5 separate regions of the Gossypium hirsutum genome follow, and all the other regions are linked to region 1. Evidence: chromatin contacts called from public Hi-C data. All regions are on one chromosome and are shown on one strand. Each heading gives the region's core, a stretch centred on a gene start, on an enhancer-like site or on the middle of the called end of the contact. The rest is flanking DNA. Distances are from core to core; before and after follow the strand shown. Region 1 holds the start of LOC107918313 (auxin-induced protein X15). Region 2 holds the start of LOC107920287 (amidophosphoribosyltransferase, chloroplastic). Region 3 holds the start of LOC107920540. Region 4 has its middle 3.6 kb from the start of LOC107919549. Region 5 holds the start of LOC107918965 (auxin-responsive protein SAUR50).

Region 1 (2,508 bases), core at 4-2,503:
TTACTGTGAAGAAGATCAGAGAAGACTCTAGAAAATGAATGGTAAGATTTGTTTGTAGAGGAGGATGTGAGAATGCCTTGGCTGTGGTGTGGATAATGCACTTTTTTATATAGATGGAAGAATGTATTTAGGAAACTAATTGTTGGAACATTTTCAAATATTTATAGGGTTCCAATAGCTATAAATGAATGGGTATAATTAATCAAAAGTTATATTATTTGATTTTTTGAAAAAGAATTATAACTATTTAAATAATATTATTTGAATAGTTATAATATTAAATGAATAATTATGTGTTTATTTTAAAAACATTATTATTCAGAAGACACATGAAAATTTCTATAAATAGAAATGAGATTTTATTTGGAAATCACACCAACAAATTCTAATATTTTTTCTTTCCTTCTTTCATTTTCTAATATTATTAGATTATTTTATAAAGTATTATTGCAGAAATTATTTATAAAAATTGAGTTTCTTGTCATACATTGCTCAGTGTGTAATGGGTTATTCTCGTCAGTGCAATACGCAAATAGTCATTGGCTTCATTGTATCCTCGAGCTTAATTTGCTTGGAACTCATTTGCACACCAAAAATAGGTGAGGGCAAATATAACCTTAAAGATAGTGACTTGATACACGCCTTGAAGTCTTGTCCTATTTCTTCTTTTTCTGTTCGAGTTCCGTTCATGTGTTCGAGATTTTCATATTTGTACTAACACTAATGAAGTGCAGATTGAGTGGTTATAATGCATTCTGGTGGGGTTTGGTTAGAAGTCATAAGAAGTTCAAGATCACATGCTTTTGTCTTCCAATAGATCATCAAGAACTAGGTTGATATTGAGACTACATTTGTTAAAATGCATTATTAGCCAGCCATTAATGGACCCAAACTGAAATCAAGGAGATTTGGGATAAGAAAAGTTTCTTTTGTTGATGACATGATTTAGAACTTGGTAGATATATCTGTGGTTTCAGTCCTTTTGAGGTCTTATATGTCTCAAGCATGCCTAACACAGATCACGAAGGTCTGGGTCGGTTTGTCTTACTGGAAGGGCTAGCCAAACTTTTCATTACCATGTTTGCCATGGTATTGTTGATAAATGAGTTGGAAAACAACACCATGTGATTCTCCATTCCCCATTACTGATCAGACTCACTCCAGCAATTGGCCTTTCCTCACTCATTCAACATACTCCACTTGATAGACCAACATTTCCCTCGTAACCGTTACATCTATATATATAGGTAATGATAACATTTATCTTCACATTCTCAATTACTAAACTTCTTCCTTTCTAGAGGCACAAATCCATCAAAAACAAAGAAAACTATGGCTATCCGCCTCCATCAATTGAAGATTTTGTTTCTTTTCTGAATTTCCGACGCTCCCTTGTTCTTGTTCGATCTTTAATTCTACCGTACATGATCTACCTTGGTCTAAAATTACTTCCTGCTACCACTTTTCTTGTGCGTATTATGAGTAGGATTCTAAAAAATCAAATCTGTCCATAATTTACAGAATCTGCAGATTCAGGCCATCCTTTAGCAGGGGACCAAGTCCTTTAATTCAGTGTGAGGTGAGAAAATTAAAGAGACAAGAAAATGTGACTACTAAATCATTTAATTAAACTTTAATTCCGGATTTTAATCCCTGAAAATTGTGTAAACTTGTTTTTTGTTCAAGGAAAGTCAAAGAAAGGAATAAATAAATAGTCAATTACTTGTATCTTGAAGTGATTTACTTTCTTTTTTATACTTTTCAGTCATTCAGCACACACACATATATGTTTCTAAGTTCTCTTATATTTTTATAAGTTGCTGGATTTGATCATTCTAGGAGTAATATCACATGTTTAGGGGCTTAATGTTGCGCTTAAATCATTCACTCCTTTGGATTAGGCCACAGTTCTTATCATCACTCCTCCATGATGTTTCAAGCAGCAGCATCGCATGAACTGATTGGCTTCCTCGTTCTTGTGTCTGGCAATGATGAAAATAAACAGGGTAGAGATTGCAACTCCTTGAGAATTGACAATTATTTAGACTATGAAGTCATTTTATCCTAATGATAGTTGAAGATTTCTTTGTCTAATCCATGGATCTCTTGTGATTCTGGAGGATTAGCAATAATACCATAAATTACAAGGTTGGTTCGTGCTTTAGTTCAATCAATCACTCCTTTAAAAATCGAGGCTCAACTGACCAAGTTCTTTAGGGCTTCCTTGTTGAATGCACCATACAAAGTCACATGGACTGCTAACTTGTTTGTTTATGTGTTCAAGCAAACATGTAGGACCGTACTTATCGACTGATAGTTGCTAGTGGAGATTATCATTTTGATATTTTTCTGGTCTGCACTTCATTGCATTTCATCCATATGATCTGCTAAGTGTTTATTAAGTGAAGTCATCATCATCTGGCCTTGATTCAATGATATTAGTATTTCAAATGGGCCACTTTTGTTGGTTTCATTAAATGGTGAGCTCTAAGGTACCAAACTTGTTGA
Region 2 (2,508 bases), core at 5-2,504, 490 kb before region 1:
CAAAGTCTCTAATCTTCTGCGAAGGCTCGATAAAAGTTCTTCCTACATAGTGAGACCTGATCAGGCCTTGCTGGAATGGCACCCCTGCTTTGGCTGCATAACCAAGAGCAGCCACCAGGCCAGAATCCGGAACTGCAATCACGACATCACAGTCAACGGGAGCTTCGGTAGCAAGTATTTCCCCAAAATCATGCCTTGATTCATAAACAGACCTTCCAAAAACAACAGAATTAGGCAAAGCAAAATATATATGCTCAAAAATGCATTGTTTTGGTTCAGGGTGGGGCATCAAGCAAACTGATTGAACCCCATCTTTTTTATCCACCACCAATACTTCACCAGGATACACCTCTCTCTCATATGTTGCCTCGATCAAATCAAGAGCACATGTTTCAGAGGCAAAAACCACAGCACCATTGCTCCTCCTTCCCATTACCAAAGGCCTAAATCCATGGGGGTCACGCACTGCAACAAGCTTATCCTCGGTCACAAACACCATTGAATAAGCTCCTTCAAGCTTCTCACAAGCTTCAACAATCCTCAAAAAGAAAGGCCTAGCTTTTGAAATAGCAATCAAATGAAGTACAACCTCAGTATCAGAACTAGTATTGAAAATTGAACCATTGTCTTCAAGCATAGCTCTCAAAGCTCGGTAGTTTACCAAGTTTCCATTGTGTGCAACCCCAATGGACCCAAACCTGTACCCAGCAACAAAAGGCTGCACATTTTTTAACATAGAAGAACCGGCAGTTGAATATCTAACATGTCCAATAGCCATTTCACCAGGTAATTGATCAAGTTTAGACTCGTTAAACACTTCAGATACTAAACCAACCCCAGTAACCGACTGAAGAACATTGTTATTCACTGCAACAATACCTGCACCTTCTTGTCCACGATGCTGAAGCGCATGGAGGGCCAAATAGCAGAGACGTGAGGCTTCAGGGTCACCAAAGATACCCACCACACCACACTCCTCACGGGGCTTATCGTCGTCATCATCACTAAAAGGAGGCACCAAACCGTCTTCATTTTTGTTTGCTGAAATGAAGTCAGAGATGGGGTTTTTAGAGGAGGTGGTAAACTGAGATTTCTGGGGATGAAGAACATGATTGCAAGGGAAAGAAGAGGGTTTTTGAAGGGTTTTTGGGAGGAGAGGAAAGGTGACTTTTTGAGGGGTGTTCAGAGAAAAAGAATGGTGTTTGGAGATGGGTTTTGAGAGAGCTGAAGAAGAAGACAAAGGAGAGGCTGCCATGGATGGTTTCCCTGCTGTTTTAGGAGTGTTTTCCCTGGGAAAGAAAATAGGAAGAGAGTTATGTTAAAGCAAAGATGGCTTAGGAAAAGCAGTGTCAATAGGCGTATAGGACTTAGGGTTTTGAGTTTTGACTAGTGAGGTGGCTTTGTCCCCACAATTTACTCGAGTTCTAAAAAATTTTGTTTTTGACCGGTTTGCTTCAATTAATTAGTCTATTCTCAACTATCATTAAGGGAAAATATCTTAATAATAGATTCAATATAAAAAAAACTCTTGGGATAAATTTTAAAATTGAATATGAATTTTAGTTTAATATGTAATTTTATTCATTAATTTTTTTTTTGGTGGAATACAAGAATAGAGTAAAACTTGAATAACAAACACGACTAGCACGACTCGAACTCAGTCTATACTTGGAGTGGTGATCACCCTGACCATCAGGCTATCACATTGGGTTCAATCCATTAATTTTGATTTTGTATAATTTTATACATAAAATTTTGATTCAATTCAATTCTCTCAATTTATTAACATAATTAGTGATATAGTATCATTTTATGTTTATATATTGCATATAAAAATAATTATATTTATCTAATATAAAAATAAATTGATGTATTTATTTCTTTAAATGTGTATGATTGAATTAAAATTAAAATTTTATTTATACATTTGAATCTCAATCAAAATTTCATGCGTATAATTACACAATCATAATTCATATATCAAATTGTACATTGAAACAAAGTTTATGTATAATTTTAAGATTTATTCATTTTAAAAATAATAATATATTAATTATATTATTTGATTGTACATTTATGTAAATGAGTTTATTGAGCCTTAGCATAGTTGTTATTATTGTTATTGCAACAATCAAGAAATGTGAGTTCAAACATACTAAAACATAATTTTACTCTTATTTAAAGATCGATAAAATAAAAAATTATACTCGTAATAGTTATACGCAGATAAGTGATTAAAAACAAAACTATGACTTTCAAATTCAAATTTTACTTCTATTTTGGGTAAAAATATCTCTTAATTACCTCTCAATTTCAAAATCGGGTAAGTTAATCTCATTGAAAAATAGAGAGTATTGTAGTTCATGTAAAATTTGAAAGTAAGTAAATAAGAACAATTACTTAAGTTATTGTTAAATTTATCCTTCCTGATAATAAGTCTTTCCATTTTAAAATCGAGCAAGTTAGACCCTATAAAAAAAAGAGAGAAATCTAATCCTTATTAATTTT
Region 3 (2,508 bases), core at 6-2,505, 480 kb before region 1:
GTGCTTGGAAGAATGAGTGGTGGCTACATTCTAGGGAGCAAGTGGTTAGCTTCCTTGAATAGCTACCTCCCGTCTAATCTGGTAAAGTATGTTATTGAGGTGGCCTTTCGTGCTGCCACGTGTCTTCGATTGGCGAGGGAGTATAACACAATTAATAATAATTTATGTGTCAATTGAATGCATTAGATTATTTTAAAAATTCACACCATTAACAATATTATTAGTTTGGATATACCAATAACATTTTTAAAAGTAAACAAGTTAAATTATGTCAAATTAAGATATATTGAATCCTAAATTTTCACATAATAAAAAAATTAAAAAATAAGTAGTTCTCTATTTATGGTTTAATAATAAATTCTCAATAATAATAGTAAAAATAATTTTTTTAAATAAAACCTTTTAAAAGAATAATTTTGTTAAATAAAAAAGACTTAATGCTTAATTTGACCCCCAAATTGTACTAGTTTTTCCACTTTGGTACTTAAATTATTTTTCATCTCAGTTTGGTACTTCAACTATCACCCATTACCCAAATTAGCCCATGGGGTTTAAAAAAAATCAAGACTACCATGTGACGCTATTAGAATGTGCAATGTCTGACTTCTTTTTGTTTTTTAATATTATTTGCGTTATATTGATTAAAAAGTAAAATATATATATAATATATATAAATAATTCAAAATTTTTTAAAAATAAAAAAATAAAAAATCTATAAAATTCTAAAATATATAAATGCAAAATTTAAAAAGTCAAAATAATATATAAAAATTGAAAATTTTATAAAAATATTTTAAAAAAATTCAAATAAAAATAAAATTTATATATTTTAGAAATTTTGTAATAAATTTTAATTTCTTTTCAAAAATTGGAATTTCTAAAAATTCAAAACAATAAATCAAAATTTCAAAAATAGAAAAGGTTCAACGAAAATATAGAAATTGAAAAAGTTAACATTAAAAATTGAAAAAATTAAAAAAAAATCAAAACATATAGATATTTAAAAAATTTAAAAATTGCTATTCTTTTTAAAAATTGATATTTTTTAAAAATATTTAAAATTTAACGGAATGGTCGGTCAACACTTGGTCAATGTTTTTCTACTTTTAATTTAAATTTAATGTTTTTAAAATAATCCTCACGTTGCGCATTCTAATTGGCATGATTTAATTTTGTTCCAAAAAATGGACTGAACCGGGTAATGAAATGATAATTTAAGTACTAAATTGAAATGAAAAAAATTTAGGTACCAAAATGAGAAAATATGTATAGTTTGGGCCAAATTGAGCATTAAGCCAATAAAAAATAAAAAAAAAAGTTCGGCCGAGAAGAACAACCTGAAACGTTGTCGTTGCAGTTAAATTCCCACGCTCGCTTAAATTAGAACCCAAATCTCAAGAGTCCAATAAAGTATCTAGGGCAACCGCAGATTGTTTCATCTGATCTGAAACTCCGTCGCCCAATTCCCCAAACAAAGCAAATCGATGGCGTCTCCTCCTGGACCATACTCCGGCACCAGCACTCTCGCTCTCGTATTTTCTTTTCTTTTCTTTGTTTATTTGCTTAGATCGAATGCAGCAAAAATATTAATTGCATTTGTAGATAACAGATCCCAGTTTTCTTCTTTTCCAGAAAGATCATATATTTTTTAATTGATTCGTTATTATCTATGTAATAGGTGGCTCGTGCATCTGCTTTCTCTTTTGGACTCGTTTATGGTAGCATTAAGCTCAAGTATCTCAAGGTCTTTTAATTTACTGCTTTTAGTTTAGATTTATTTCCTTTTTTTTTTAAATTCAATTTTGTTTTCTCTTGGTTTGATTTTAAATTTTTACTTTTGATGGAATTGTTAATTTTGACCTGTTCTTTTTTTCTCGTATGGGAAAAAGGGTGTTGGTCATTGTAGCTGCTTACAAGAGGCATTCTTGTCATTTTTGTTTGTTTGATGTTTTAAGGCTACTATTATAATGGCAGTCTCATGTATTGCTTTACTCGAGATATCAGGAACAATTTTTAGTAGATAAACTCTGCTGGGAACAATTGTTTGATGGAAATTGTTGTTTTGGGAACAATTTGTGAATCCGTTTCCTGCTCTTAATCTTGTTTTGAAACATCACGGATAGAGTATTTTGAAATTGCGATATTAGGAATGTACATAATGGTGTGTTAAAATCCTAACATCTATTGCTTCTAAAACATTTGTTTTTGAGAATTTGGTCTACATTCTAATTCCTTCCCTTAGATACATAAGATGCTTTATCGAGTTTGGACATTTCACTTTAGGCAACATTTTGATATTTGATAGGGAATTGGTTTGATCTTACTGATCCAAAATGTGTTACATGAATGGTGGTTTCCTGTTTTTATTTCTGAGATATTTTGAGAGTAATATTCTGCCTTTGTTTCAGAGGCATGCTTTTACTTATTGCTTTGCTTTTTACTCTCAGGCCAAGGCAAGGTCTCAAAGGAAAGCTGAAGCAAAGGCTCACCACTGAAGCAGGGGTGGTT
Region 4 (2,508 bases), core at 4-2,503, 380 kb before region 1:
ATTCTTTTCCTTGTACCCCATTCAAAACCACTGAGTATGTCACTGTCGAAACACTTCATAATTAAAGTAATCCAACAATCACAGAAGCCCATTTTTTCCATAATTTTTTCAATGAAATTCCATTCAACCCTGTCGTACGCCTTACTCGTATCGATTTTTAAGGCAAATGATTCTGTCAATCCTTCCTTTTTCTTTTTGAACGAATGTAGAATTTCATATGTCACAAGAATATTGTCTGTGATCTATCTTCCTGAAATGAAGGCGCCTTGCTACTCATCAATACATGTATTCAGTACCTTCCTAAATCTATTGACCAATATCTTTGATATTATTTTGTAGAGCACATTACACAAACTGATCCGTCTGAATTGATTCATGTTGCTTGGTGAGTTTGTTTTGGGGATTAAAATAATATTTGTTCTATTAATTTCTTGCAGATCTTTCCTTTTAGCATATCTAAACAATAGTTGCAAATATCGTCCCCTATAATATATTTTTTTATAAAAAAAAAGCAGGAAAGCCATCTTTATGCTTTTAGCGGTGACATTGATTTCACAGCTTCAACAACTTCTTCATTTTGAAAATCCGCCATTAAATCTTCATTCAAAAAATCCGATATGCAAGGTTGACTACTTTCGAATATCCTATCACCTTCGCCTACTGCCTTAGATGTGAAAAGATCTTGAAAAAAAATGAGAAGCAATGTTAATAAGTTCAGATTCTTCATCCACCCATCTCCCATTAACGTCGTTAAGGCCTCTAATTGTGTTTTTCTACTTTCGCCCGTTTGCAGCCTTATGAAAAAAAGAAGTAATCTGATCGCCCAATTTAAGCCAATTGACTCTAATTGTGTTTTTAAAATCCGTGATTTGTGCTAAGACTTCATAGGTGGGATCATCTTCGTACAGCTCCAATTTAGAGAATAACCCTTGTTTTCTTCCTTCTCTCCATGCCTTGTTCTTGCTAGCCCATCTACTTAAATTAGTCCCAGGCATAGATAATTTCTCAGGAACGTCTCCCATACAGGCCTTCCAACCCTCAATCACTTGTTCTTCAAAATTTTCATCCAATACCCAATTAGCATTGAATCTGAAATAAAACGGTCTGGCAAGATTTCGTTCTTCAACTTTTCCTGTTGTATTAAGCATAATTGGACAATGATCAGAAAAACTATGTGGCCTATGCTCAATCGAGTATCCTGGAAAATGGTCCCACCATCCAGTATTTGCCACTCCCCTGTTGAGTCTCTCTCTAATGTTATTACTTGGTAGCCTTCCTCTTTTCCAAATAAACCACTGTTCTGAAAAACCTAAATCGCTTAAATCACATTCTCGTAAAACCTCTCGAAAAGCGCTCATTTGTCTTTTATCTCATACACGTCCCCCTTTCTTTTTCAAATGAAAACATTATCTCATTAAAATATCCCATCATGACCCATGGTGAATCATATTCCTTTTCAAGATGTCTTTTTAAATTTCATAAATCTTTTCTCAATCCTTCCACATGTACTCCATAAAAGCCAGTAAATCTCCATATTTTCTCTTCCAATTCTTTAAAGTTATGTGCACCTCCTCCTTCTAACCTAACAATAAGCCTCCTTTTGAACCATTTGCTCCTATATTAATTCCATTTCTAAAACCATAGTTTTTCCTTATTCTTTCCATTTTTCTTGTGTTTACTTTTGTTTCAATAAAAAACAAAATTTGGGGCCTATTTTGTCTCAGACTATGTTTGAGACGATGGATTACTCGTAATTACCCCAACCCGCAAACATTCCAACTTAGGATTTTCATTGCGGCCTTACTAGCAGCCGGCTCTAATTCATTATCTTTGTTGGAACTCACCAATTCATATGAGTTGATTTCTTCTTGACCTTCACAATGTAATCTTTGTCTTTTTTGGCATTCCCTTATCGCAAGCGGTCTGTCCTCTTCTTCTTGCACTACTTCTTTGCCTTTGATAGACACTCTTTCATTAATTAATGAATTAAAGAATTTTGCCCTAGATTGAACATTCCCCTTTCCAGTCATTCTATGATTTCCCAACTTGCTACCCCTGTTTTCCCATGGAGATTCATTTGATTGATTTCCCCTGTGTTGTTTGCAATTTGTTCTTTCCTCTACTTTGACCCCCTCTCTTGGTTCCTTTCGTAGCCATGGGCTTGTCATTTGCATCACTCTCTTTGATTGCGCCCTTAGCGAACTATCCCACCCGAACTCCACATTCTATTCTTCCATTGTTAATCGAACCGGGCAGAAGCCTTCCCTGTGCCCTAATCTTCCACAAAGGAAATAAAACATTGTAATTTTCTCATATTGAAATTGTGCGTAAACTGAATTATTCTTGTCAAAAATAACTTTTTTTCTTTCGTTTTAGGGGAACACGAACATTAAATTTCACTCTAATACGCATGAATTCCCCCCCTCTAGTAATCAAATTCGTATCATATTCTAAAAATTGACTGATTAAGTTCCTGAATTGATTTGTCATTCCTTCAGTCAAGAACCC
Region 5 (2,508 bases), core at 5-2,504, 340 kb before region 1:
CTTTGCTTTTTCGAGGAAATTTTTTGCATGAAACATTTATTTCAAATTATATTATATTATAATAAAGATAATTTTAATCAGTAGTTGAAATAAACAAATATTTAAAAAAATTGATTTTGTATCATTATTTGAATGAGAATAGTTGCTTCTAGTTTTTTCATTTAAGATAGCAAGTCAAATTTAGCAAATTTGATTTTAAACCCATATTCTTCCTTCACTAATTAGGCATGAAAGAAAGAAAGAAAAAAACATAATGACCCAGTTATAAATATCTTATAAACAACAGTTGAAACCTGTGATTCCACATTCTCAGACAGGTTGCTGATTCTAATTTTTTTCTTTTTCCTTACATTACATGCCCTCCGCTTTGGTTTTGAGTTTGACTCAGGATTATGTTTTTCCCTACCTAGAGCTAAGCTATAATAATAATAATAATAATAAAAGAAAAGATTTACTTGATTTGCATTGGAAGATAAAATAAGGTTGTTTCCTTAACATTCAACCTCTCTCACAAAATCTGTGAGGAAACACAAGTTTATACAAATGATTGGACCCAGAAAATGTTATAATTCTTAGCTCTAGTTAGAGTCACTAATAACTAATTAATAAAACATTAAAAACCCCGGGTCCGAAATAGTAAAAAGAAAAGAAAAAACCCCAAAAGGGATCAAGAATCACAATGAAGAAATGATGTTAGAAAACCGAGAAACTAGCTCTGCAATATATATGGTTGCTATGCTTCTCTTGGTCATCTTTCTCCAAAAATGCAAAGGCAGAACCCCTTCATTTCGCAACTCAATATATTCTTTTTCCCCATTTTCATCTAAGCATAGATGCCAGAGAGCGAAAAACAACTTCTTCACAAGGGATGGTAAGGCCCATATCATGGTTAAACCCAAACTCTTCCTCCGCTCGTCGAAGCAAACATTGGAACTCAGGGTGGGTCAAGAATGAGATAGGGACTATGTATCTGCTTCTGTTTTCACCAACGTAAACGGCAAAGTGACCTTTTGGTACGTCAAGTGGGAGCACATCTTCGTCATATCCATGTTTCCTGCCTAAGCTTGAACATCTCTTCAGGATTTGCTTCAGAACTGCGGTTTGAGGCAGTTTGGATGGTTTTCTAATTGCCATTGCTGTTGTTGTGTGGAAGTGGTTGTAGAATAGAAGGTGTATAGTGGGATGGGAGGATTGGGAGGGGGAGATGGAGGGTTATTTATTTATGGATAGTTGAGGCTGAGCCTCAAGGGTCATGTGGGACTGTTGGGGCAAACCCTAAAGGGACAAGCCACGGGTGTTATTAGGGTATGTATGTATGTATGTATGTATGTATGTATGTGTTATATGTGTAAACGACATGGTGGGAGCCAAACCACCCCATTTGAATTTTTATTCTTTGTTGGTCCTCCTAATGACAACATGGTCCCTCTTTCCCAATCTTCTAATTTAGCTACTTCTAATGTTGATATCGTAGAATTAAATAGCCACTGCAACTTGATGTTTTTGTTTTTCTTTTTTGTTAAATTTTGTACAAGGTGTTGGTAGTACAATGCGGGTAATTCCATATTAGTTTGAGAAAAAATTAAGAGTAAAAGCCCAATACATGTGCTATTGCTGCTTTGCTTGTGTTGCTTTATTTTTAATAAAATTTCTGTTCTGTTTTTTAGAAATAATTTTTTTTTCTGGTTGAGAAAAATCCTCTATTATTTTTTATTTTTTGGAGGGTGATGTTTACTATACAAGTACATCGATCAAAATTCCACGGCATATTAATTATTTTATTTATTACACTCAATTTATTATCCTTTCAATACTAACTATTTCGTTTTCTAATATATTTCCCAACACAATGTAGAATGCATTTTTAATGCATTTAGTCCTTTTACTATAGTTCTTTATAATTTACAAGGAGTTTGCCTTGGTTCATCTCTGTGTGTGTCTCTACCTGAAATCAGGGACCGATAGTAAGTGTACTGGAGGGAACTGTACAACAGTTTTGTTGGTTTTGGATATTTGTGATTGTTTTGGCTTGTGATTCTGTGGTCTGAGTCTGAAAGGCACAAGAAACACAACAATTTTTCACTGCATGCAGTATCCAAAGGCTTTTTGCAGAAACCCATGTGGTTTTTTACTGTTACATTTGCAGGTTTTGATCATAGAATTGCTTTTTTTTTCTCCTTACATGGTCAGCATTTCAATTCAGTTAGCCATTTTTAATCAGAAAAATGTAAATTAAGCCAAACATGCCAGGGCATAAAAGCCCCTTGAGTGTTGGGTGCAGTTTGGAAAAGAATGTCCCAAAGGGCCGATGGGTTTTCTTTTGAATGTGGTCCTCTCTGAAATCTCCACCACTTAAAATAAGGAAATATTTTTTTTATATAGTTTTAGAGACAATAATTGCTATTCTTCAAATGCCTCCATGTTCTAGGCTCACAAAGTGTTCCAAAATGGCAATAGATGTGGTGTCTGATTTGGTTTTTTCTTTTTGTTTTCCTCATCAGGCTAAGA

The links. Hi-C and Micro-C count contacts between places; a contact is called where the count stands out from the background.
Region 2: a Hi-C map of leaf shows a contact between it and region 1, with 4 times the contacts expected there. The contact joins the promoter of LOC107920287 here to the promoter of LOC107918313 in region 1. A contact is called at or near these places in 2 of 34 Hi-C or Micro-C datasets (callus and leaf).
Region 3: a contact with region 1 is called in a Hi-C map of leaf, with 2.2 times the contacts expected there. The contact joins the promoter of LOC107920540 here to the promoter of LOC107918313 in region 1. A contact is called at or near these places in 2 of 34 Hi-C or Micro-C datasets (both in leaf).
Region 4: a contact with region 1 is called in a Hi-C map of leaf, with 3 times the contacts expected there. The contact joins the enhancer-like site here to the promoter of LOC107918313 in region 1. A contact is called at or near these places in 15 of 34 Hi-C or Micro-C datasets (callus, hypocotyl, leaf and 2 more).
Region 5: a contact with region 1 is called in a Hi-C map of leaf, with 2.7 times the contacts expected there. The contact joins the promoter of LOC107918965 here to the promoter of LOC107918313 in region 1. A contact is called at or near these places in 6 of 34 Hi-C or Micro-C datasets (callus and leaf).

The regions. Positions count from the first base shown.
Region 1 is chrD13:24,942,601-24,945,108 of Gossypium_hirsutum_v2.1, forward strand. It overlaps LOC107918313 (auxin-induced protein X15), which reads left to right and starts at 1,254. Exons shown (of 2, transcript XM_041108921.1): 1 at 1,254-1,579; 2 at 1,902-2,508. It also overlaps the pseudogene LOC107918315.
Region 2 is chrD13:24,449,114-24,451,621 of Gossypium_hirsutum_v2.1, forward strand. LOC107920287 (amidophosphoribosyltransferase, chloroplastic) reads right to left here and starts at 1,255. Exons shown (of 1, transcript XM_016849908.2): 1 at 1-1,255. The coding sequence starts at 1,255.
Region 3 is chrD13:24,465,684-24,468,191 of Gossypium_hirsutum_v2.1, forward strand. LOC107920540 reads left to right here and starts at 1,256. Exons shown (of 3, transcript XM_016850292.2): 1 at 1,256-1,532; 2 at 1,679-1,744; 3 at 2,448-2,508. The coding sequence starts at 1,485. The coding sequence ends at 2,495.
Region 4 is chrD13:24,560,713-24,563,220 of Gossypium_hirsutum_v2.1, forward strand. No RefSeq gene overlaps it. Among protein-coding and RNA genes, the nearest start is that of LOC107919549, 3.6 kb to the left of the region's middle. Within about 2 kb of position 1,254, at least 3 of the 9 cell types and tissues checked have an H3K27ac peak or open chromatin away from gene starts, as enhancers often do. A contact at or near this core is called in leaf, where this site is marked.
Region 5 is chrD13:24,607,356-24,609,863 of Gossypium_hirsutum_v2.1, forward strand. LOC107918965 (auxin-responsive protein SAUR50) reads right to left here and starts at 1,255. Exons shown (of 1, transcript XM_016848524.2): 1 at 474-1,255. The coding sequence starts at 1,134. The coding sequence ends at 820.